Regions from separate parts of the Mus musculus genome. Here all the other regions are linked to region 1. A link is a contact called in public capture Hi-C and promoter capture Hi-C data. All regions are on one chromosome and are shown on one strand. The core of a region is the stretch at or near the end of the contact, and the rest is flanking DNA. Distances in the headings are between cores, read along the strand shown.

Region 1 (2,890 bases), core at 148-2,647:
CAGGTGGAAGGGAGGGAGGGAAGAGTTCAAGGCTTGCCTGGCTACATTGGGAGTTAGAACCCAGCCGGGGCTTCTTGAGACACTGTTTCAAAATCCTCCACACCGTTCTGTCCCAGCTTCCCCCACTCCTGTCCCCTCCCCTTCCCACCCTCCCCCCACCAAGCAAAACAAAACCTAATAATTCCCAAACCAACCAACAAAACCAACGAAAGCTTCAGAAGAAAGAGGATAAGTTGAGGACTAGACGAATGAAACAAAGTAGGAAAGTGAGGGGTTTCATTTTAATTTTCTTTTGTTTATTGACAAGGTCTCACTACCAAGACCAGGTTGGCTTTGAACTCATAACCTTCTTGCCTCAACGTCCCAAGTGCTCAACAGGTATGCACTGTGGTAGACACTGCATTTGAGAGTATGCCGTGTAATGAGGGTAATTCCCCACTCCCACCCCACCCCCACACAAAAAGACCCAGGTAGGCCCAAACAATTCTCCAAGTGAATTTGACCCGAAAACTTAGTTAGTTCTCTATAACACTCCAGTTCCTTTTTAAAATTTTTTATAATTAACAATGCCAATTCAATAGCTATACTACCCAGTTGTATTTGAAAGGGTTTCTGAAATGGCTCAGCAGGTTAAGGTGATGCCAAGCCTGACTTCAGTTCCTTGAACCCGCAGCATGGAAGGACAGAAACAAGTGACCCTCACCATACACTCACACACACACACACACACACACACACACACACACACGCACACGCACACGCACTCACACACACGCGCACGCGTGCGAGTTCCCCTGCATACACAAACTTATAAGCAGATTGATTACCTATCAAAAGCTAAGGCTTCAGATAGTAACTAAATCCGTTAGTTTTCCCTGCTTTGCCACAATCAGCCTACCTGTGACCTCAAAAAATTTTTTTTGATAAATGCCCGATTAGTGACTTTTGTTTTTCCAAAACCAATTAAACCTCGTGTACGAACGTCTAGAGTAGATTATGTCATTTGGGACAAGCCGAATATGCATTCCCTAGCCACGATCTTTCAAATTTTCTTTCGAAGATAAACTTGAGGCAGGAGCTGTGTTTTTTTGGTTCATCAGGATTGCCCATTGGCACACTGCAGGGGACAGCCCGGGTCGCTTACCTGTTGGTTGGGTGGGTCCCACCGTGCAGAAGGCAGAGGGCCCAAAGGGCAGGGCCCACGGCGCACGCGCAGATGGGAGGGCGCGCGCCTGCCCTTGCCCCTCCGCCCTCTAGGTGGCGCTGGCGACTCGCCGCCGCCTCTCCGAGGCCAACCCCGGGTGGCGCCGGGCGCCTTGCGGGCCCTGGGTCCGCCTCCGCCGCGCCGAGGGCGTGGGCTCCGGGCTCCCGGAAGCGGCGGCCGCGGCGTGGAGCCCAGCGGGCCGTCGGTCGCCGGAGCGACAATGTGCGGCAGCCGGGGGCTGTGAGCTAAGCGCGGCGGCGCGTCCGGGGGCCCCTGAATGGCGGCTCGCTGAGGCGGTGGCGCGGCGCGGGCTCCTCCTGGCGTGGGGTGGCGGGGCCGGGGTGATGCTGCTTAAGCTCCTGCAGAGACAGACCTATACCTGCCTATCCCACAGGTATGGGCTCTACGTCTGCTTCGTGGGCGTCGTTGTCACCATCGTCTCGGCTTTCCAGTTCGGAGAGGTGAGTAGCGGAGCCCGAGCCCCGGAGCCGCGTGCGCAGCATTCCCCGATTGAGCCCCGCGGTGCCGGCACCCCGAATCTCCCTTCTGCCTCCCCATCTTCCCTGCAGCCTGGGGACCAGCACACGGCCCACTAGTCCCAGGCGCTGAGCGTGCATCCTCTCCCCGGCTCGCCTGCAGCAGCTGGACTGGACGTCCGGGCCTCGCGTGCTTCAGCGTGCGCATGGATCCCCTTCCTTCTGCAGGGTGTCCCCAAGAGTCCTCTGGCCATTTGATTTTGGCTCTAAGGCCTTGCGCTGGTGAAACTCTCTCCTAGGGTTTGTATTTTTCTGTAGTGATCCTTCATTCCCTGGCTCTCCGTAGGATCCAGTCCTGCGGTGCCACCCTACTAGTCCTTCACCGTTGACAAAACACCTTATCTTCTGTTTCTTCTGGATCGCAGACTTTGTCTTAGAGGCATGCGCGGCTTTGCATGTGAATTTTGCGCCGTTTTGCATGTGAATTTTGCGCCGTTTTGCATGTGAATTTTGCAGAGTGAAAGGGAGATTTTTTTAAATTAACTTTTTTCCTTTTTCATAATGGCTCTGCTGTTTTGTACAGCTGCATGCCAGCGGGTTGGAGGCCTTACTAGTGAGAATGCACACGCTGATGGGAAGCACCAAGTGCTTATCTCAGAGTAGGGCCCTTGTCAGGTGACTAGGACTGCCTGCGGATCTTGGACTCCAGCCCCGGACCTCTTGAGAGCCAGCACAGACCCACCCTTGCGTCATGGGCTATGCTAATACTTTTTAGATCAAGTCGCTGGTCCTTCTTGGACTGAGAACTGCGTTTAATTGATGTGCAGTGAAGCAGTTTGATTAGACTGTAAACTCTTCAAAGAGCACAGACAACCGGTTTGGGAGGTGTGAGCAGCCAGGTTAAATGAATTTTATGCTCCTTTGGAGACATACCTTGAACGTTCTGGGGACTGCCATTACTCTTCAGTTTAAATTTCAGTTATTTGATTCTTGGGTAGTCTAGTACAGTCTTCGCCATCTTAAGTGTGCAAAGGGGTATGAGCAGGTCAGAAATGAATGGGCACAAGTGTGCCATTCAACAGAACACTGCCCCTGGAGACAGGAAGAAAACATGCGCTTTCAAAGAGTTTGGAATGGTCTCCCTGTTTTATTTATTTGCTTATATTTTAGTAAGAGGTTAAAAGGGTTTTATAATTAACAGAATGCTCTT
Region 2 (2,890 bases), core at 231-2,730, 1.9 Mb before region 1:
TGCCGCTATACCAGTCTCTATATGGCAACCCAAACAGCAGCCCCTTGGCCCTGGAAGATAGAAAGGTAAGCCCAGGTAAGGCAGAAGTTCTCACACAGGGACCAGGCATCAGAAAGTGAGCACAGATGCTCTATCCAACTCCCCAAGGGCTATCCCCGATGACAAGATAGAGGCCACAGCTTCCAATACAATGACAGGAGCAAGCATCACATGACAGCATCTCCCTGCCTGAATTCATGCCCAGAAGCTAGGGTTACAGAGCCCCTGTCAGATAGTCAGCCTTAAGGGGCCAGAGTATTTGCAGCCACGTTGCCTGAAAACCAGCTTTTCACAACTTACTAGCTTGAAGATGCCAGCTCCAGTCACTGTCCACAGAGCTAGCAGAGTGGCTGTGGGATCAGCTGGAATTCTTTCCCAGCCTCCCGTGTCCTAGGATAAACTTGTCAGGCTGCATGCATCTCTAGATTGTGTACATTTTTGGCTAGCCCCTTCTACCTTGCAGTTTAGGTCCCATCTGCAAGTCCTGGTTCTACTGTGCAATCTGCTGTTTGATTAGCTGAGATTCTGAGTTCTTCACTTCTTTCGTCTGCACATGGGAAAATCTACCTGAAATTCTTCCTGTCCCTGATGCCTCTGATTCCACAGCTCTCAGGCTGGCAAACTCTCCAGTCTCTGTGTGTCTTCCAGGCTGCATCACGACCCACCCACCTCTTGCTGTCTGCACTACACCACACTGCAATCCCTCCTATCCTATCATCCCTGGTAGGCCCCAGCAACTCCTGAGATTCCTTTAAGGCCGCTAGAGCTGAGAGCATAGTGTCTGGCTTACAGCCAAGTAAGTCATGAATAAATAACCAGGGCGCTCCAGCAGTGTTAGTCTTAGCCTGGCCAGGAAAACCCTCCAAGGTTTTTTCCTTCGTCTCAGGATAGCTGGAAATAGAAGACTGCGCAACAGATCTGAGCCCCAGACCCAAGGCAACAGGTCCTGAGGGACCTGCCTAGAGCAGGTGCTGGGATCCAGTGCAGAGCACCAGTATCTGTTGTGGTCTCAGCTTCCCAGAGGAAGCTCTTTTCCGGGACAGGTCTGGATGTTGGGTTGAATACCTCAGTAGTCATAGCTTTGAGGGCCCCAGGGTTCCGGTACTCTACAGGGACCAGTGCTAGGGACCGGCAGCAGCAGCCTGGGACCGGAGGGTGGCACTCCGGGCTCACGGAGCACCTGCACCCCACCAACATGCAGCATCAACATTCGGCTAACAAAAGAGAGAGCTTATGGGGAAGTAGCACTGCCCGAGGACGCACCAACAGCTCGGATTCGGGGTGAGTGCTCCCTAAGGCCAGAAAACCCACCTACTCCACTTTGCCTTGGCTTACCGACAGTGCCAGCTACGGTGGCCCGTGTGTACCTCGGACTGGCGCCGCCAATTACAGGATCTGCGGGAGCGCTGCAGCTTGCGCGCTCTGCCTCTGCCCTGCACAGTACGTGAGCGCCTCCTCTGGGCAGACTGGTCTCCCTACGCCGGAGAGCCCATTGGCTGGGCCAACAGGGGCCCTGCATCCAGGCCCGCCCCTCAAGCCCCTCCTTTCTCAGTCTCTAGGCTTTCCCTCGCCAGCCAGGTAGGGAAAGTTGCTAGAGCAAGCAAGCTTTGCTGTTGCTGGCCTCAAGTGGCCAAGTGGACGATCTTTCTTCATCCCAGGAGGATTGAGATGCCCCTCAGGGAGTGTGAATAATGCAGTTCAGTATCCTAGGAAGCCAGCTTGGAGAAAGTCACCTGACTTCCCTGGGCCTTAGTAGGAGCTTCTGAGAGACCAGTGAGTCAGCTGTCAGCAAATGTCATAGGAGTACAAGCACAAGGAGCTAAGCTCTTACCCTGGCTGGGGATGGCATGAGGAGGAGTTGGTTACATACAAGTGCACAAACAAAAGATAATGTCAGCTTGCTGTAAACTGATAGAGATGTGTAATGAGAACACAAAAGGGATGTCGGGACTATGCCAGGCCTCTCCATAGAGGAGATTTGTGAGATGAGAATTAAGACTACAAGGTTAAAAGAAATTACAGATTGGAAAATAAGGCAATTGAAAAGCTTAACCAGCACAGAATGGGAGGATATTTGGCAGGTCCCTGTCTCATGTGTCACTTCTATGCCTCAAGGTCCCTCAGAAATTCAAAGCAGGTCTCCTTTAAGGCTCTCTGTCCTCCAGTATTTGGTTTGATTTTAGAGACAGGGTTTCTCTATGTAGTTCTGGCTGGCCTGGAACTCACTATGTAGACCAGGCTGGCCTCAAACTCATAGAGGTCCACCTGCCTCTGTCTCTTGAGTGCTGAGTTAAAAGACACGTGACACCACATCCATTTCTAGCTGCAATATAAAGACCTATAAATGTAGTTATTTAAAAAAAAAACACCACTGGTGTTAAAGGTGCACAGAAAAAGTACTTGGAAAAATGGAAGGGGAATTCTTGCCAGGACAAGAATTCTAAAGAACCTTCCGTTTCTAAGGAAGGAAGGAGTTGGACAAAGGTTTAGAAGAGAAGCCAGGCAAATTACTGCACGAGTACTTATGTTTGATTGCACTATATATAAGAAAAGGTGCAGATTCAATGCAGGGTCAGTGTTTGCTGAGCAGTGCTCAGTATACATCACCAAGGGTTTTTCCATTAATGGTATTCTTCCATCATGCCCTGGAGGTCAGTGCCACTTAGCATTTTTATTTCTGTGCATGAACCTTGAATAATGAAAGAGGCCTACAAACAGTAATCAGCCCCCGGAGAAGCAATCCCTTTGCCCCTACTGTTCTCACCTGAAAGGTTTAAATTCGGAGAAACAGCAGATGATTTCATAAATCTCTGGGTTTGGCCCTGTAGGTTGTACAAGGACTTGTGAGGTA
Region 3 (2,890 bases), core at 289-2,788, 1.4 Mb after region 1:
GGTTATGCTTACAATTCCAGCACTCAGGAGGCTGAGACAGGAGGACTCTCATGAGTTTGAGGCCAGTTTAGGATACACAATGCCCAGCTGGGCCACTGCGTAAGACCTTATCTCAATAAAGAACCACAGGGGCTTGGAGGCTATATAGTTCAGTAGCACAGCACTTTCCTAACATGTCCTAGGCCCATAATTCATTCTCCAGCACATTAAAAACAAAACAGAAAATCTGGTTCTATATGTATTTACATGCATCTGTTTATTTATGTATTTATGTGCACAGGTATTTTTCCTGCGTGTATGTCTGTGCACCGTGTGTGTGTGTGTGTGTGTATGTGAGAGAGAGAGAGAGAGGGAGAGAGAGAGAGAGAGAGAGAGAGAGAGAGAGAGGGAGAGAGAGAGAGAGAGAAAGAGAGGAGTTACAGACAGTTGTTAGCGGCCATGTAGGTGCTGGGAATTGAACGTAGGCCCTCTAGAAGAGCAGAATGAGCGGGTTAGCCATTTCTCCAGCCCCATGTACCTAGTTCTTAATGAGGAAAAAAAAAACTTATGTGGAAGCCTTATATATAAATGGCTTCCATCACCACTAAAGCTGTGAGAATCTGGTCATATGAGAATCTGGTCATATGGGCTGGGCTAAGAAGTAATGTTGTGCTTGTCCACCGTGCAAGAGTTCAACATAGCATTAAAAAAAAAAAATTCAGTCAAATGCCCACTGAGTTCTGAAGTAGTGGCCCTCAGCTGTAATCCTAGCAACCAGGAGGTGGAGGCAGGAGGATCTTAAATTCAAGGTCATCCTGGATTACACGCTGTGCTGCAAGGCAGCAGGGGGTGTAGCTCTGTGGGAAGGTACTAATTACCTACGCAAAGTCCTAGATTTCAGTTCTAGCACTGTGAAAGTCTACTATTTATTCAAACATACATTTTATAAAACACATCTTAAGATGCCACCGTAGCGTTCCTGACTTTACCAACCAGGTTATTCAACTTGGTTCCCCAATGCCTTCAAACTCCCTGGACTCTAATGAAGTGGGTTTTACTATTTGGGAGGTTGGGGGGCATTGAACCTTTTGAGGATCCGATGAAAACCTATAATCGTGTTCCCCTAAAGGCGAAACGTTGCCCACTATTTCTGAAATTTCATAAACTTTAGTCTCCTCAGTCAATCTCGAGAAGCCTATTTCCCGTTACCAAACGGAACATACATTCACTTCCGCAGCCCCGCGGCCTCAAACAAAAAATCAAAGTCAATTTCAGTTCAAAGCATCAAACCAACCAACGAACCCAGCTCGAAACTGAGCATCCCCCGACTGAGGCTGGAGGCGCGCGATGGCGTCTGTGGATCACGCAAATCGGAAAGCATAGTCTGTCAAGTTAAAAGGCGTACGTGTCCTGTCCCTCGGGAACGACGACCACTTACGAGACACTGTCATGGCTGTAACCGATTTTGGCGTTGTAAGCTCCATTATCCAGAACTAGGGTCGTCATTTCGGCACGCACCACGCTGCAGCGGAGTCGCTTTCCCACTGTTTGAATCTCCTCTGCTCAGGCTTCTTCCGGTACTCTATGGTCGATGGGGGCGTGGCCGTGGCGTAAACTTCCGGTTACCCTGACAACGGAGTACGCCAGAAGTCGAGCAGCGGAGCAGCCCTTCCTGTGCTTGTATCCAGTTTTCAAATGCATCGATTTTCGGTGGCAGCGACATTCCGTAGTAGAAACTGCTAAGTACTTTATTTCTTTTGATTTTCTTTACTGCGCACATTGGCGAGTGGAAGCTTTTTGTGAGCCCTTTGGTGGGCTGCGTGTGCGTGTATCTGATTAGAGTTGTTAAGACACTCCGAGCCTTGAAGAATTGAGTATGAAACCATACGCATCGTGGAACTGGATACGAAGTCTCTTCAGCCTCACCTTCATTTCTTGGCACTCGTCATCAGGTTATAGAATTTGGTCACAATAAATTATGTATGGGCTGTGTTGTTATCTGCGTTGTGCTTTAACTTATTTGCACATTCCCCAACGAATCCCCCTGCTTGTTCTCCGCTACTTATTTATGTATCCTATCTACAAAGGACTTCTTGACATCTGACATGTTCCTTGTCTGCTCTGACTCCTGGAATTAGATATCGTTCCTGGGTGTTTCTGTACAACGGAGAGCTTGTGTTTCATAATGTTAAGAAAAAGTTTTGGAGTTGAGCGTAATGGTACACGCCTTTAATCCCAGCACTCGGGAGACAGAGGGAGGTGGCTCTCTGGGTGTTCAAAACCAGCCTGGTTTACGTAGGACAGCCAGACATACACGATACAGAGAGTCTCTCTCAAAATGTTTTGATTGGAATGTAGACTCTGCTACAAAATAATCTCGGGTAATGAATCTGATATAAATGAATACACAGCCATGCTTAAGAGTAAGTTAGCTACACAGAGAAACCCTGTCTCAAAAAAACCAAAACCAAAACAAAAAAAAAAAAAAAAAAGAGAGAGTAAGCTGTTTCACTTTCTTTACACGTATTAACTAGTGTTTAAAACTCCAGGAGATAAAGAGATGAGAGTGTGGCCTTCTAATTTTAAACTGTGACTATGACATTAAAAACATATAAGCGGGCTGGAGAGACGGCTCAGAGGATAAGAGCACTGACTGCTCGTCCGAAGGTCCTGAGTTCAAATCCCAGCAACCACATAGTGGCTCACAATCACCTGTAATGAGATCTGATACCCTCTTCTGGTGCATCTGAAGTCAGCTACAGTGTACTTATGTATAATAATAAATAAATCTTAAAAAAAATGTTTAAACTAAGCCGGGCGGTGGTGGCGGACATCTTTAATCCCAGCACTTGGGAGGCAGAGGCAGGCAGATTTCTGAGTTCAAGGCCAGCCTGGTCTACAAGTGAGTTCC
Region 4 (2,890 bases), core at 218-2,717, 1.3 Mb before region 1:
AAGTTGTGTTTCTCCAGAGCACAGTAGGATGTCTCAGATCTTTTTAAAGGTGTGTCTGATGACACGAGGTTTAGGTAGGCCACTACACGGATGGTATGCATTAACATCTAAATCGTACAAAACAGAAGTACCCCAGAAGACATCACAGCCTGAGCTACACATAGAGATTTTAATGCATGATTGTTTTGCTGCCCTTTATTTATTAAATCGATTTTGTTTGTGGCACTAAGCTGTCGAAACCAGGGCCGCACGCTTGCTTGTCAAACCCTTTGCCACCGAGTTTCAACCCACTTTTAAAATTTAGGGTCAATTAAAATTTCTAAAGAGCTAGTGGACCCGCTCAGTGATTTTTCTTCTGCTTTTCAACAAGAACTCCAAGAGCCTGGGTTACTTTTGGATGCTCCATTTGCAGGTGCAGTGAGGGTTTTGTTCTTGAATTAAAACTGAGGGTGGCCTTTACTTCTGGTTGGGGAGGCAGATATGGCTTCTTGACTCCAGTAATTCTGAGACTAGGACATAGCCAATGGCCCCCAGAGGGTGGAGGATTCCAGCAACTAGTGTGTTTTGATGGATGCTAACGCTACTTAATTCCCTGCTTTCCATTCTTTACCTAATGCAATGAAAAGGACTCACTCAAACCAGTGAGTTCAGGAGTTGGGAGACAATCCAGGCATCTCAATACGTCCAGTTCCCAAACACAGTTCTTTGCTTTCTGCTGACAAGAAAGCCTGGCTTAGCCAACTCCTCATCGAGGATAACAGCCCTTGATCGCCTCCCGCTGCAGGTAGCCTCACAGGTTAGCTTAATACTCAGCAAGAGGGAGAGGCTGGCAATTACACCAGCTAGTCTCCTTGCATTAGGCAAGATGTTAACTCCTGTTGATTACCATCCAGGATGGTAATCCAGGGTTAGTCAAAGAAAAGGGAGAGACCTAGGGGGATGTAGAAGACCCCCAACTAAACCACCAAACCACAGAATTCTTGAGCTCTTTTCATTGCTGCCCAACCTAAAATTTAACTGCTGTGAGTTCTTAATATGAGAAGAAGCCATGAGACTTGGACGTATGTTAATTTCTGCTACAGAGAAAGTTGATTGTAGGCCTAGGCAGCACATAGCGTTCACCACTGAGGATGAATCCAACGCCTCCATCCTGCTTCTTTATTATTGCTCCTGTGACTTTTTCCCCCTTCTCTTTGCAAAACACCATCTCTTGGAATTGTTGGGCGATGTGGGAAAATATTGTGACAAACATTGCTGTTTACCCTTGCAGTGGCGGCGACTTGTTTTGTTTGCCTGGCCTATTGCCTCTGCTACTCTTTTTCATGGCTGGCGGCTCCCTGACAGCTCGGATTCCTCTGCTGACATCTGTTATAATGAGAGCGTAGACAGGAATAGATTTGCAAAATGATGGACTCACAATAGGACAGGAGCCGGTCCCCAAACTTCGCTTGAGATAAGCAGATGGGGTTTGAAACAGAGCATTTGAACCGATTAGGTCTAGGTGAACGCCTGTATTCAGTCCTCCGGAGTCATTCTGTCCCCAACTTTTGTCCCTCCGTCCTTCACCCTTCGCTTCCCCCGAGTTGTAGACACGGAGGGTACTGATGGCATGGGGTGGGCTTCTTTTCTTCTTCCTAGGCTCTGTCCTGGAGACAGGCCCTTCCAGTCCCTCAAGCAGAAGCACGCTGGGCATTTACCCAGTGCCAACCATGGAACAACAGAGCAGACCCACCCCGCATGCCTCATAAAGAGAAGCTGGGTAGCACATGGGGTTTTCCCACTCGCCACAAATGATGGCTGTTTGTGCTCGTTAACCTTTTCCAAGCCTGGGTCAGCTCCTGCTGGGAGGCAGGGGGCGATCTGGAGGGAATGAAAGTCTGGCAGACCCCAAAGTGTCTTGCACGCCTTGGCCCCCAACATACACCACTGCCTCTTCAGAATACCAAACAATCTCGCGTGACGCGCCTCATAAGTCAGACCGGCCATGTGCTGTTGACAGGTTGGATTCTGATGAGCTGTCCCCGGGAGTCTCCGCACATCTTCCGGGTAACGTGAGGTCCTGGCGCTGCTCATCTTGATGCAGAGGCTCTTCCACAAAAAAACTCCTATGAGAAGGGGACTATCCCATACAGGATCCACCATTTGCAGAGAGACTTTGCACTTTTAAAGCCCGAGTTAACATAAGAATATACATCTTAATAACTTGTACCTTAAGCTCACGTATTGACAGAAACCAAGCTAACTACAAGAGAGATTTCCAAGATCCCTTCTGTGGTCCTTGGGGGGAGAATCTGGAAGTTTGTGATCTAATAAAGAAAAAAAAAAACCGATTGATTGCAGAGGGAACTTTTGTGGGTTACTTTCCACGGGTGGCATGCAGAAACACTCGTTTAACAATGGTGAGACTTCCATGACCACACGAGGGGGGAGATTTTGTCTCGCTGTGCAAATAGCTGACCACAATAAAAAAGCATCGGGTCTGCAAATTGCAGGTTGAAATTACAGCTGCTATGATTCCTGTGAGCCGAATGCAGATTCACTAATCCACTCTAACAGGACCCCAGCAGTCTGCAGAGCTTCGCAGATCTCCCACCCCTGACTATCTCCAGCTGTCAGCCCAGACCTGTGGCTCACTGGGCTAATTCAGTGCCTGTCTGCTGATAACAGGCCATTGTTTAAGCTGTGTGTTTACCTGGCAACCTGTATCTGAGAAGCCTGGAAATGATTCTTAGCCACAAAAGCTGTCAGCTGGGAGAGGCTCTGATGCTGAGGTACCAGGGCATTTAAAGAGGAGATAAAGAAAAATTAATATTTCAGGAATTCTGCTCTGAGGAAAGGCACTTCCGGTTGAATCCTTGTTTGTTAAAGGAAATCCTATGGACTCTCTTAG
Region 5 (2,890 bases), core at 252-2,751, 1.3 Mb before region 1:
TTGTCTTTACCTCAAAATTTGCAACTCCAGGGTCCTGGTTTAGTTGGAATCTCACATCTACTTTGTAGCTGTATTGCTAGTCTAACACTGAAACATATTTCCCATGGTTGGCACCTGAAATGCCATTCATTTCAGCGAACAGCATTCTGGGTTGGAGCTATGGCAGGTAACCCTGTGCTGCCATTCTTGTCTAGAGGCATCTTGACAATACTGTCATAGCTTTGATGTGGCTTATTTGCTTGTCTAAGTGCTTCTGGGAGCAACAGCTCAGAATCATCCAGAGTCTAACCTGGTCTTTTGACTTGTTTTGTTGTTGATCCATAGCCTAGGCTGACCTGGAACTTAGAGATTTTTCTGCTTCATCCTTGTAAAACCTGGGATTAGAGTTGTAAGTCTTTATGCCTGCTTTTGGATTTGTTTTAAGAGTATTTTAAGTATTAGAAACAAAAACCACTTCTCCCCCCACCACACACACACATTTTGTTTGTGTTTTTGATTTTCAAGACAGGGTTTCTCTGTGTACTCTGGTTATCCTGGAACTCACTCTATAGACCAGGCTGGCCTTGAACTCAGAGATCTGCCTGCCTCTACCTCACAAGGAGTGCTGGGATTCCTGGCTTTAGAACCTTGTTTTGAATTTATTAGACACTGCCTACAAACAAAATCTTAACTAGTTGCCGGCATTAGGTTCCCATGTGGGTAATCAGATAGGAAGACTGGTGAGTTCCAGGCTAGCTTAAGCTACACAATGCACTCAGTGCCACACTTGGTTAGTGAGTTTGAGGCCAGTATGTGTTAGCAAACAGATGAAACATTGTTTCAAAAATCCAACCATCGCTATCCAAATTCAAAACCCAAAGCAAAATCAAACCTAAACCTAGACCTTGGCTTGGGTTGCAGTCCATGGAACCTTACACAGCATTCATAGGGTTTTTTTTTGTGTGTGTGTGTGTGTGTGTTTTTTTTTTTTCTGCCGAGCTGAATAAAATCCCCAGGCAGATGTGAACTGCCTTTGTGGGCACAGCTAAATCCTTGCCTGGTTGGAATAGAATTACTTGAAAGTTTCTGAACTTTCAAGAAATTTGAGACTATGGCTCAAAGAGGGAAAAGGGCACTCTTCCCATCTATGGCATAGCTATGCCCCCTGCTGTTGGCTGCAGCACCATTCTCCTTTTACTTGGGATTCAAGGGAGAGGCCTAGATTGGTAGGGGACTTCAGTAAAAAATAAAATCCCTCCATAACCCCTAGAACTACCTCCTTTGTGAAAAACCAACTTGTTAACAAAAGATAATCAAGTAATGCTCATCTTTTTAAGCTGAAGGCTTGTCCAGGGCTTGGGGCTGGGTGGCAGAGCAGATTCGGAGAAGAGATGTATGTGGTCACTGTCTTTGACTTTGGTGGCAGGGCGGGGCAGGGTCCACTTGCGATGCTGGTCCCATTGTGGTTGCCGGGAGACTGAGGGGCTCTCGGAACGGTGCCCGGAGGTGTCCATAAGGGTGGGGCAGTGTGGGGCCAACTCGTTTGGAAGGCAGCGGCGGGCACAGGATAGGGCTTCTGCAGCTGCAGGTAGACAGGCAGAAGACAAGTCGTGGGTCTTGTCTGGTCACAGAGGAGGTAGGTTGCTTTGAAGAGAACCCCGTGTTTTTGGCTTCTATAGACTCCAGCCACCTCTGGTAGGGGTGGCTCTCGGGAGGGGCCGTGGGGCTGCGAGCAGCAGAGCCTGATCGCTCCTGGTGGTCGTCACCCCGTCCCCCTCCATCCGGCTTGACCAGTCTCAGAGTGGAGGAGGACAGAGCTGTGCCCAGCCCCCGCCCCTACAGCCAGTACCCACACCAAGACGCACACGCTCCTTAATCTCCCCCGCCCTCGGTTGCCCGGGCGACAGCCCAGACGAGCAGGTGATGCATTGACAGCGAGCAGATGGTCCCCCGTGGAGGCGAGCGCGGCCCACAAAGCGCCCAGCGCTGTGATCCCACTGCGCCGCCCCCGCCCCGTGGCCCGCGCTGCCCGCATGCTAATAGGGGTCGGGGGAGGGGTCTGGGGAGGGGCCGTGCGCCCTGGGCACGCCCCTTTGCTCTTTGCAGTGACTTCACCTCATTTTTTTCCCTCTGAATGCCCTCTCTAAATCCTCCCTGCTTCTGAAGAGTTCTCCCACCTCACACCCAGCACGCTTCATCTCTCTCCGAACTCTCCCCGAGTGGATCAAGGCTGACACTCTCCCTCTTTTGCCTTGCTCCCATTCAGTAGTAGCAGGCCCTACCTTTGCTCCCTGCTGGCATTTCATGGTTGATTTGGGAAGACTAGAGGAATGGGTTTACCACAGCCCAGCCTTGATCCCTGCTTCTAGAACTGGCATTGGAATGGTAAAATGTGTAAAGACACCCGCCCGGACCCGCCCCCATGCCCCCCCCCCCCACCATCATCAATGCTTCAGGGCCTTTCAGGCTGCTGCTTCTTCGGACTTTCCTTTCTGGAAGGGCAAAAATAAATCACTCTCTGGCGACTACTGTGCTGCCCCTCCTGGGAAGCCCTCCCATTCACCCACCCTCCTCCCATTCATTAGACACACACACCCCCTTCTGTACCCTATTCACCGCTGTGTGGCAAATTGAGACTATCTTATAGTAAGGCCATGAAAACTGCTAGGGAGTATTCACAATTTTAATACTAACTTCATAGCTGTCACATAAATTCATTGCCAGGTCTACTCTATAATGGCCACGAAATAACTTTAAGAAAAGGGAGGGGGAGTCCGATGACAGCACCACGGCATCTTTCTTTGATTTGCAGGTGCTTACCCCCCTCCTTTAAACCATTACTACAGTAACTGTAGATAGCTTTCTTTTTCTTTTTTTAACTGTCACACGGAGTGCTTTAAAAAAAGCCATC
Region 6 (2,890 bases), core at 215-2,714, 1.3 Mb after region 1:
TTTCAACTATGTCAACATGATTTAATTCCCAAATATAGAATGTATTTGTATAGCAATGTCCTACTGTATGGAATTACAACACATCTGTATTACATATGTAATCGTCTCTGACAGACAAAATGAATGATCTTCACATGTGCGTAGGTATATCTGAACAGAATAAAGCTCTATGTGTTCAGTTAGGCTCCTTTCCTTTGCATAACCACAATCCCCTTCTCCTCCAACCTTTATTAAGGAGGGGAAAGCCTTCAAAGTCGAAAAAGAATCTTCCAAGCAAACACCAGAACTGCTTGGGTTTTGTAATGGCTGACTGACTTACAGCATCTTTGTTAAATTGCTTTCTCTGAACAGAGGCGCACGACTCAGAAAACTTAAATACGGCGTTTCAAAGTGTCATCACACAATCCCTGGTTTTGATGTGCAAAGAAAAACCTCTAGCTGATAATTTACAATCAAAATCACTTTAAGGAGCTGGTCTGGAGTCTCTTCAATCCTGTTGAGAAAGGGAAACACTGTGTGTCCTTAATTACTGATCACAGGTAACGCGTCCATGCGAATCCCAAGAAGTTTCTGCAAGCTTTATCTGTCTAAACCTTTTTCTGTAGCTTAAACAGGCGCACTGGAGCCCCCATGGGGATTTCTTTCTCTCAAACCTTATCTGCCCCACCCACCTCACACACACAATAACCGTCCAGTCCAGAAAGACAACTACCATCAGAGAAAGGCGTCCGAAGTGCAGGGCCTTAGCCGGTGACCCCAGCTATCGGAACCAAGTATCAGAAACGAGGGGGGCTGTCTCAGCAGTCCCGGAGCACTGTCCAATTTCCCAAAAGGATACGGAGATCTCCACGGCGGAAACCCGAGCTCCTGCGCCAGCTCTGGGGACTCTCCCAGCAGCAGAATGACCCAGGCAGCGGGGCTCCCGTCGCCCGAAGGCCTCGCCCAGAGTCACCGGCCTCTGAGATCCGCTCCCTCCCGCTTCTCGCTACCTGGATCCGGCTTCCCGGGCCACCCACCGCCAGCCCGCCCGACCCGGCCCGTCACTAGGCAACAGTAGCAGCCGGGAGGCCCGGGGAGACCCGTAGCCCGCAAGCTGGCCGCAGACCCAGGTCGCCCGGTGCCCGAGACAGGTCACTCACCTCGCAGCCGGCTACCTGGAGGGGCGGTGCTGGGGCCGGTCCCCCGCCGGCTCCCTCAATGCCTCCGGGCTGTGACTGCTCGGGCCGCGCTCCTGGCCGCCACCGAACGCTTACTCCATCTCCTCCGTCACCCCCGAGTCCGCAGAACCCCGAGATCGAGGAGTAAAGGGGGAAGGGAGGGAAGGGACTAGGGAAGAAGAGCACGGTAGGGGGAAGAGCACCGAAAGACCTGCCCGCTCCTGCATGACGTCACTTCCGGGCGGTTCGGAAGGGTAAGGCTTGGCTTCCCTCCGCCCTCCCCGAGGCGGAGTGAGGCGGGGCTCCCGGGGCGGGGGTGGAGCCAGCCCGGGCCTCTGCTGACAGCCGTACCTGTGACTCTGATCACTAGTCTTCGCGGGCAAGACCAGCTTTCCGGGGCCCCAGGCTAGGAAGCCCGAGTTTCTGGAACCATAGAAGGGGATTCTCCAAGATAATGAGGACAGGTAACCAAATGTATATTGGAGATGACTGACAGTGACTTGATGGCTGGACACTGCAGCTCTGGTTGTGAGGCCCCTCCCCTTTTCTGTTTCCCAGGCCACCTGCCCTTGCTGGTCTAGTGACTGATTACATAGGACTCAGCTTTCTCTGACTTTCTGCTAAGTGACCTTAGAACCTAGAAAAGCCGTGCTTCTCACACAGGGCCGTGTTAAAGTGCAGATTCTGCTGCACAAGTAGGATCGGATGCTCTGCGTTTCTAAGACATTCTCAGATAACCCCGGTGCCACAGTTCCACAATTAGAGCAACAAAGATTATTTATCTTACGTGCTTAATGAAAGAAGTAAATTGTTCTGAAAAATATACCTAGGTGAAACTGGGCACAGCCTCTGTCTCCCTGCTATCCATCCAAGTAACCCGTACATAGTAGTAGGACTACTACCACCCTAACTAACCCTAACCCTGCCTCTCCTGTCTCTGCTCTGTCCCTGGTTCAGGTTAAAATGTCTTAAGATGGGTAATAGGGTAGATTCTATTACAAGAAGAATTGGAGGAGGGGGAGGAAGAGAAGAGGGAAGAGGATTATGGGGTGTGTGTGTATGTGTGTGTACATGTTTGTGTGGTGTGTTTACATGTTTGTGTAGGTACAGCTGTATGTACACACGCCAGAAAAGCTCGAGGCTAGAGGTTAGCCTTAGGAGTTGTTCCTGGGGAGCTGTCCATGTTTTTGAGACAAGGTCTCTAAATAGAACCTGGTGCTTTGCCTTTCTCTTATCTCTTCAGCTGTGAAATTAGGAGCACCCACCACCAAGCCTGGCTTTTTAATGTATGTTCAGGAGATCCAACTTAGATCTGCATGCTTAGAAAGTTATCATCTCACTAGCTGAGCCTTCTCTTTCCAGCCCCAGAAGGGTGGACTTTTATTTCTGTCCTTTTGCCAAGAGCATCTTATAAGTTATGTGTTGGTAATGTTACTTCTAGTTCTTCGTGGTCAAGAAAGGAAAGGCTTAGATTCTTGTATTCTGCACACAAAACATCTAGAAATCATGTTCTCTATATTTCAACTTTTTCTTTCTTACATGCTTTAATTTCATATTTTACTGGGGTAGGAGGAACTAGTTTATCTCTACTAAACATGAGTCTCTTTTTTGGAGTGATAAAATGGCCTGGGGTTAGATGATAGCAGTGATTGTACAAGGTTGCCAACGCACCAAGAAACACTGAATTAAACATTTTGACAGAATCCTAGTGAGCAAACCTAATCCTTTGCAGA
Region 7 (2,890 bases), core at 211-2,710, 1.3 Mb before region 1:
AGTAGCATCCTGAGATCTGCTGATGGCTGGTTGTCCTGGTGTTTAGTGGTAGACAGGAGTAGGCTGTATGCATCTAACGACAAACAACACAAGCTTGTTGGGGTCTGGATTTCATGGTGTGGCTGTGGAGAGCAAGAGAACCATGCTTAGGGATGAATGGCTCCAAAACCTGTATTTTCCACAGATATAAAGATTACTCTATTAAAAAATAACTATTGAGAAAAACTATTTTCTCAGTCGGTCAAAGGAGTTTTTAGATATATGGTTCTCAAGAATTAGATCTGGGTTGTCACTAATTAACACGATTTTGTGTGAGCGGATAAATAGCTCTTGGTTATAAGACAGAGGAAGCAAGTTGACTTCAAATATCACTGTGAACAAAGCTGAATTAGCTCAGAGTTATACACCTAACTGATGCTCTATTTCAGAATTTGATTCAATGTAGCCCCTGTCACTTGGATATTTATTATGCAATGACACCATTCATTTCTCCATCCAAATAAGTAAGTATTCAAGTATCCACCCATTTATATATTCATTTGTTATCCTCTTTCCCAACAACACCATTGTCAATACCACAATTCCCTTATTCAATATATCTTATGTAGGTTCTATTCAGTACAAAGTTTTCTCCTTATTGGGAGGATTCTAAGAGCAGATAAGGCTATCTTTCTTCTCAAAGTGCTCAAAGCCTGATTTATTTAGTGCTTTTATTTTAACAATAGATTTATTTATTTTTATTTATATGCATTGGTGTTTTGTGTCCATTGCGTGTCTACGCACTGCATGCATGCCTGCTGTATGCTGAGGACAGAAGAGGGTGTTAGATCTCCTAGAACTGAAGCTATGGAATGGCTGTGAGTTGCCATGGGGATTCTGGGAATCGAACCCAAGTCCTCTGGAGAAAGCAGCACTTCTAACTGTTGAGCCATCTCTCCGACTCCTTTTTGTTCTGGTGCTTGGTTTTTGTTTTTTGAAACATGGTTTCACTGCGTTGCCCAGGCTCGTATTGATATTGTGATCACCTTGCCTAATTATCAGCACGGACTGACACCCCAGTGTCTCTGTAAATATGTCTTGGATCATTATGATTAGGACCTTGAGGCAGTTAAAGAAAGATGAGAGTTGAAGGAAAGATTGTGCATGCCCCACACTGGGGAAGTGTGGAGACTAGAGGGGGCGGTGGGGCTTGTGAGAAGGTTGGTTATTGTATTTGGACGGGAGAATGCTGGCCAAGGTTGAGAGAGTGGTTTGGATAAAGGAGTCACCCTTCATGCTGATGAGAGGTGTTGAGAAAGCCTTTGTGATTTCTGAGCAGGGCAAGTGATATGAATTCGGACTCTCCCTTAGAAGGTCGATCCAGGTTGTTTTTGGAAAGTGGAATGAGGGAGACTGAGGAGACAAGAGACACAGCTCCGTCCAAGCTAGTTATTCAGATTTGGGTCACTTCCAACACTCAGACGGTTGCCATAGTGAGGCGAGGGGGCTTTCCAGTTAAAACTACTCAGTCGTGTTCACATTTCAGGGGCAGAAAAGAGAAGTTGCATTTATATTGCTTTCGTTTTTAGTTCACATTCAATGTTGACTTTCTCCTAACTGTTGAGAAGATTAATTTATATACTCAGATTGTTCTTAACCTGGTGCTTTGGTATAGTGGCCTAAAAAGATGTGGGTGGCAGAGTGAAGAGGGGAAGATACAGATGTGTCCAAATTTAAGAGTGGGGGATGGAAGGGTACGGCTCCTTTCTTACTAAAATAATGGAAAACTAAAATGAATCTGCTGTCCTTGTACATAGTAGTTGTAATATCTTTTATGTAACTAGTATGCAAATATATATCTGCCTCAGCGAGACAGACTGCTCTAAAGCATGGTGCTCAGGGAACAGAATGGTAAAGCAGAGGTTTCTGTAATTCTCAGGGTCACCATCTTAAAATTAAACATGATAATGCAAAGTAGGGAATGAAAGATACCTTTAGTGGAGTGCCCAGTGCATAGAGTTGTTAGGTTAGGGCTAACTATCTTTGTGCTCTACAAAGCAGACCCCAAGATCACTGTTACACATAGTCATAAACACAGCGTGTTATATGAGTGAATTCATTCCGATTTCATGGGTAGGATGCACCAGAGATGTGGAGTGCTTTCTTTAGCTTCAGGAGTGTCTTAGGTCCATGAAACCATCATTCCTACAGAGTTTCATTGAAACTTATCCATCGGAGCCTCTCTGTAGCAATGCTGTCTGTCACTAGATTTTTAAACTCACCCCTCCCCCACCCCGGTGTGTGTGTGGAAAGGTGTATTTCCTCATATATGAAACTCTGCCTGTGTTATATGCTACTCACCCCTCCCGACTTCCTGATATACTAAACCTTCTAGTTTATTCAAGATTCTGATATATTCTGAATGTCTTATAAGCTCAACAGGTCAACTTGAAAATCTATCGGAGTCAGAAATACTTTTTAACCATCTCCATTTCTTTTCTACAGAATTCTGTATTAGTTTTTATAACCATACATGCCCCTTAATAAATACAAATTTTAGTTAGAACAGAACAGACATCCAGATGACATTCTAACACACACACACACACACACACACACACACACACACACACACACACACTCACACACACACACACACTCACACACACACTCACACACACATTCACACACACTCACACACACACACACTCACACACACACACACACACACATTCACACACACTCACACACACACACACTCACACACACACACACACACACACACACACACACACACATATACCTTACACACTCAGTTGTACAAAGGCCAAGACATATTCCGAGGAAAAGACCAAGTTGCCCCAGAGATAACCTGTTAAGACATGTGAATACATTGGAGAGAAACCAGAAA

Evidence for each region. Promoter capture Hi-C pulls out the DNA fragments that hold promoters and counts their contacts. Capture Hi-C pulls out chosen DNA fragments and counts their contacts.
Region 2: a promoter capture Hi-C map of liver shows a contact between it and region 1, with 7 times the contacts expected there. The contact joins the promoter of Syn3 here to the promoter of Gnptab in region 1. A contact is called at or near these places in 3 of 39 promoter capture datasets (liver and pre-B cells) and 1 of 115 datasets of contacts at active chromatin or transcription factors (astrocytes).
Region 3: a promoter capture Hi-C map of pre-B cells shows a contact between it and region 1. The contact joins the promoter of Actr6 here to the promoter of Gnptab in region 1. A contact is called at or near these places in 5 of 39 promoter capture datasets (the C10 cell line, HPC-7-derived erythroid cells, liver and 2 more), 1 of 484 Hi-C or Micro-C datasets (embryonic stem cells) and 1 of 9 other capture datasets (adipose tissue).
Region 4: a promoter capture Hi-C map of hippocampal neurons shows a contact between it and region 1, with 6 times the contacts expected there. The contact joins the enhancer-like site here to the promoter of Gnptab in region 1. A contact is called at or near these places in 4 of 39 promoter capture datasets (hippocampal neurons, liver, pre-B cells and 1 more) and 4 of 115 datasets of contacts at active chromatin or transcription factors (astrocytes, embryonic forebrain, extraembryonic endoderm stem cells and 1 more).
Region 5: a contact with region 1 is called in a capture Hi-C map of embryonic stem cells, with 6 times the contacts expected there. The contact joins the promoter of 1700113H08Rik here to the promoter of Gnptab in region 1. A contact is called at or near these places in 1 of 39 promoter capture datasets (hippocampal neurons), 2 of 115 datasets of contacts at active chromatin or transcription factors (embryonic forebrain and pancreatic cancer cells) and 1 of 9 other capture datasets (embryonic stem cells).
Region 6: a contact with region 1 is called in a promoter capture Hi-C map of pre-B cells. The contact joins the promoter of 1500026H17Rik here to the promoter of Gnptab in region 1. A contact is called at or near these places in 2 of 39 promoter capture datasets (hippocampal neurons and pre-B cells) and 1 of 115 datasets of contacts at active chromatin or transcription factors (extraembryonic endoderm stem cells).
Region 7: a contact with region 1 is called in a promoter capture Hi-C map of pre-B cells, with 4 times the contacts expected there. The contact joins the enhancer-like site here to the promoter of Gnptab in region 1. A contact is called at or near these places in 4 of 39 promoter capture datasets (cranial neural crest, hippocampal neurons, liver and 1 more) and 2 of 115 datasets of contacts at active chromatin or transcription factors (astrocytes and large pre-B cells).

The regions. Positions count from the first base shown.
Region 1 is chr10:88,377,871-88,380,760 of GRCm38.p6, forward strand. Gnptab (N-acetylglucosamine-1-phosphate transferase, alpha and beta subunits) reads left to right here and starts at 1,398. Exons shown (of 21, transcript NM_001004164.3): 1 at 1,398-1,665. The coding sequence starts at 1,549. Gm40733 (predicted gene, 40733) reads right to left here and starts at 1,194. Exons shown (of 5, transcript NR_168608.1): 1 at 1,145-1,194.
Region 2 is chr10:86,497,416-86,500,305 of GRCm38.p6, forward strand. It overlaps Syn3 (synapsin III), which reads right to left and starts at 1,481. Exons shown (of 14, transcript NM_013722.3): 1 at 1,375-1,481.
Region 3 is chr10:89,730,757-89,733,646 of GRCm38.p6, forward strand. Actr6 (ARP6 actin-related protein 6) reads right to left here and starts at 1,539. Exons shown (of 11, transcript NM_025914.3): 1 at 1,418-1,539. The coding sequence starts at 1,485.
Region 4 is chr10:87,034,659-87,037,548 of GRCm38.p6, forward strand. No RefSeq gene overlaps it. Among named protein-coding and RNA genes, the nearest start is that of 1700113H08Rik, 22 kb to the right of the region's middle. Within about 2 kb of position 1,468, at least 15 of the 459 cell types and tissues checked have an H3K27ac peak or open chromatin away from gene starts, as enhancers often do. A contact at or near this core is called in hippocampal neurons, where this site is marked.
Region 5 is chr10:87,056,545-87,059,434 of GRCm38.p6, forward strand. It overlaps 1700113H08Rik (RIKEN cDNA 1700113H08 gene), which reads left to right and starts at 1,502. Exons shown (of 6, transcript NM_029685.1): 1 at 1,502-1,615.
Region 6 is chr10:89,684,899-89,687,788 of GRCm38.p6, forward strand. It overlaps 1500026H17Rik (RIKEN cDNA 1500026H17 gene), which reads left to right and starts at 1,465. Exons shown (of 3, transcript NR_130956.1): 1 at 1,465-1,621. Scyl2 (SCY1-like 2 (S. cerevisiae)) reads right to left here and starts at 1,396. Exons shown (of 18, transcript NM_198021.3): 1 at 1,140-1,396.
Region 7 is chr10:87,106,256-87,109,145 of GRCm38.p6, forward strand. The region is part of intron 2 of 1700113H08Rik (RIKEN cDNA 1700113H08 gene); the gene reads left to right. Among named protein-coding and RNA genes, the nearest start is that of 1700113H08Rik, 50 kb to the left of the region's middle. Within about 2 kb of position 1,461, at least 51 of the 459 cell types and tissues checked have an H3K27ac peak or open chromatin away from gene starts, as enhancers often do.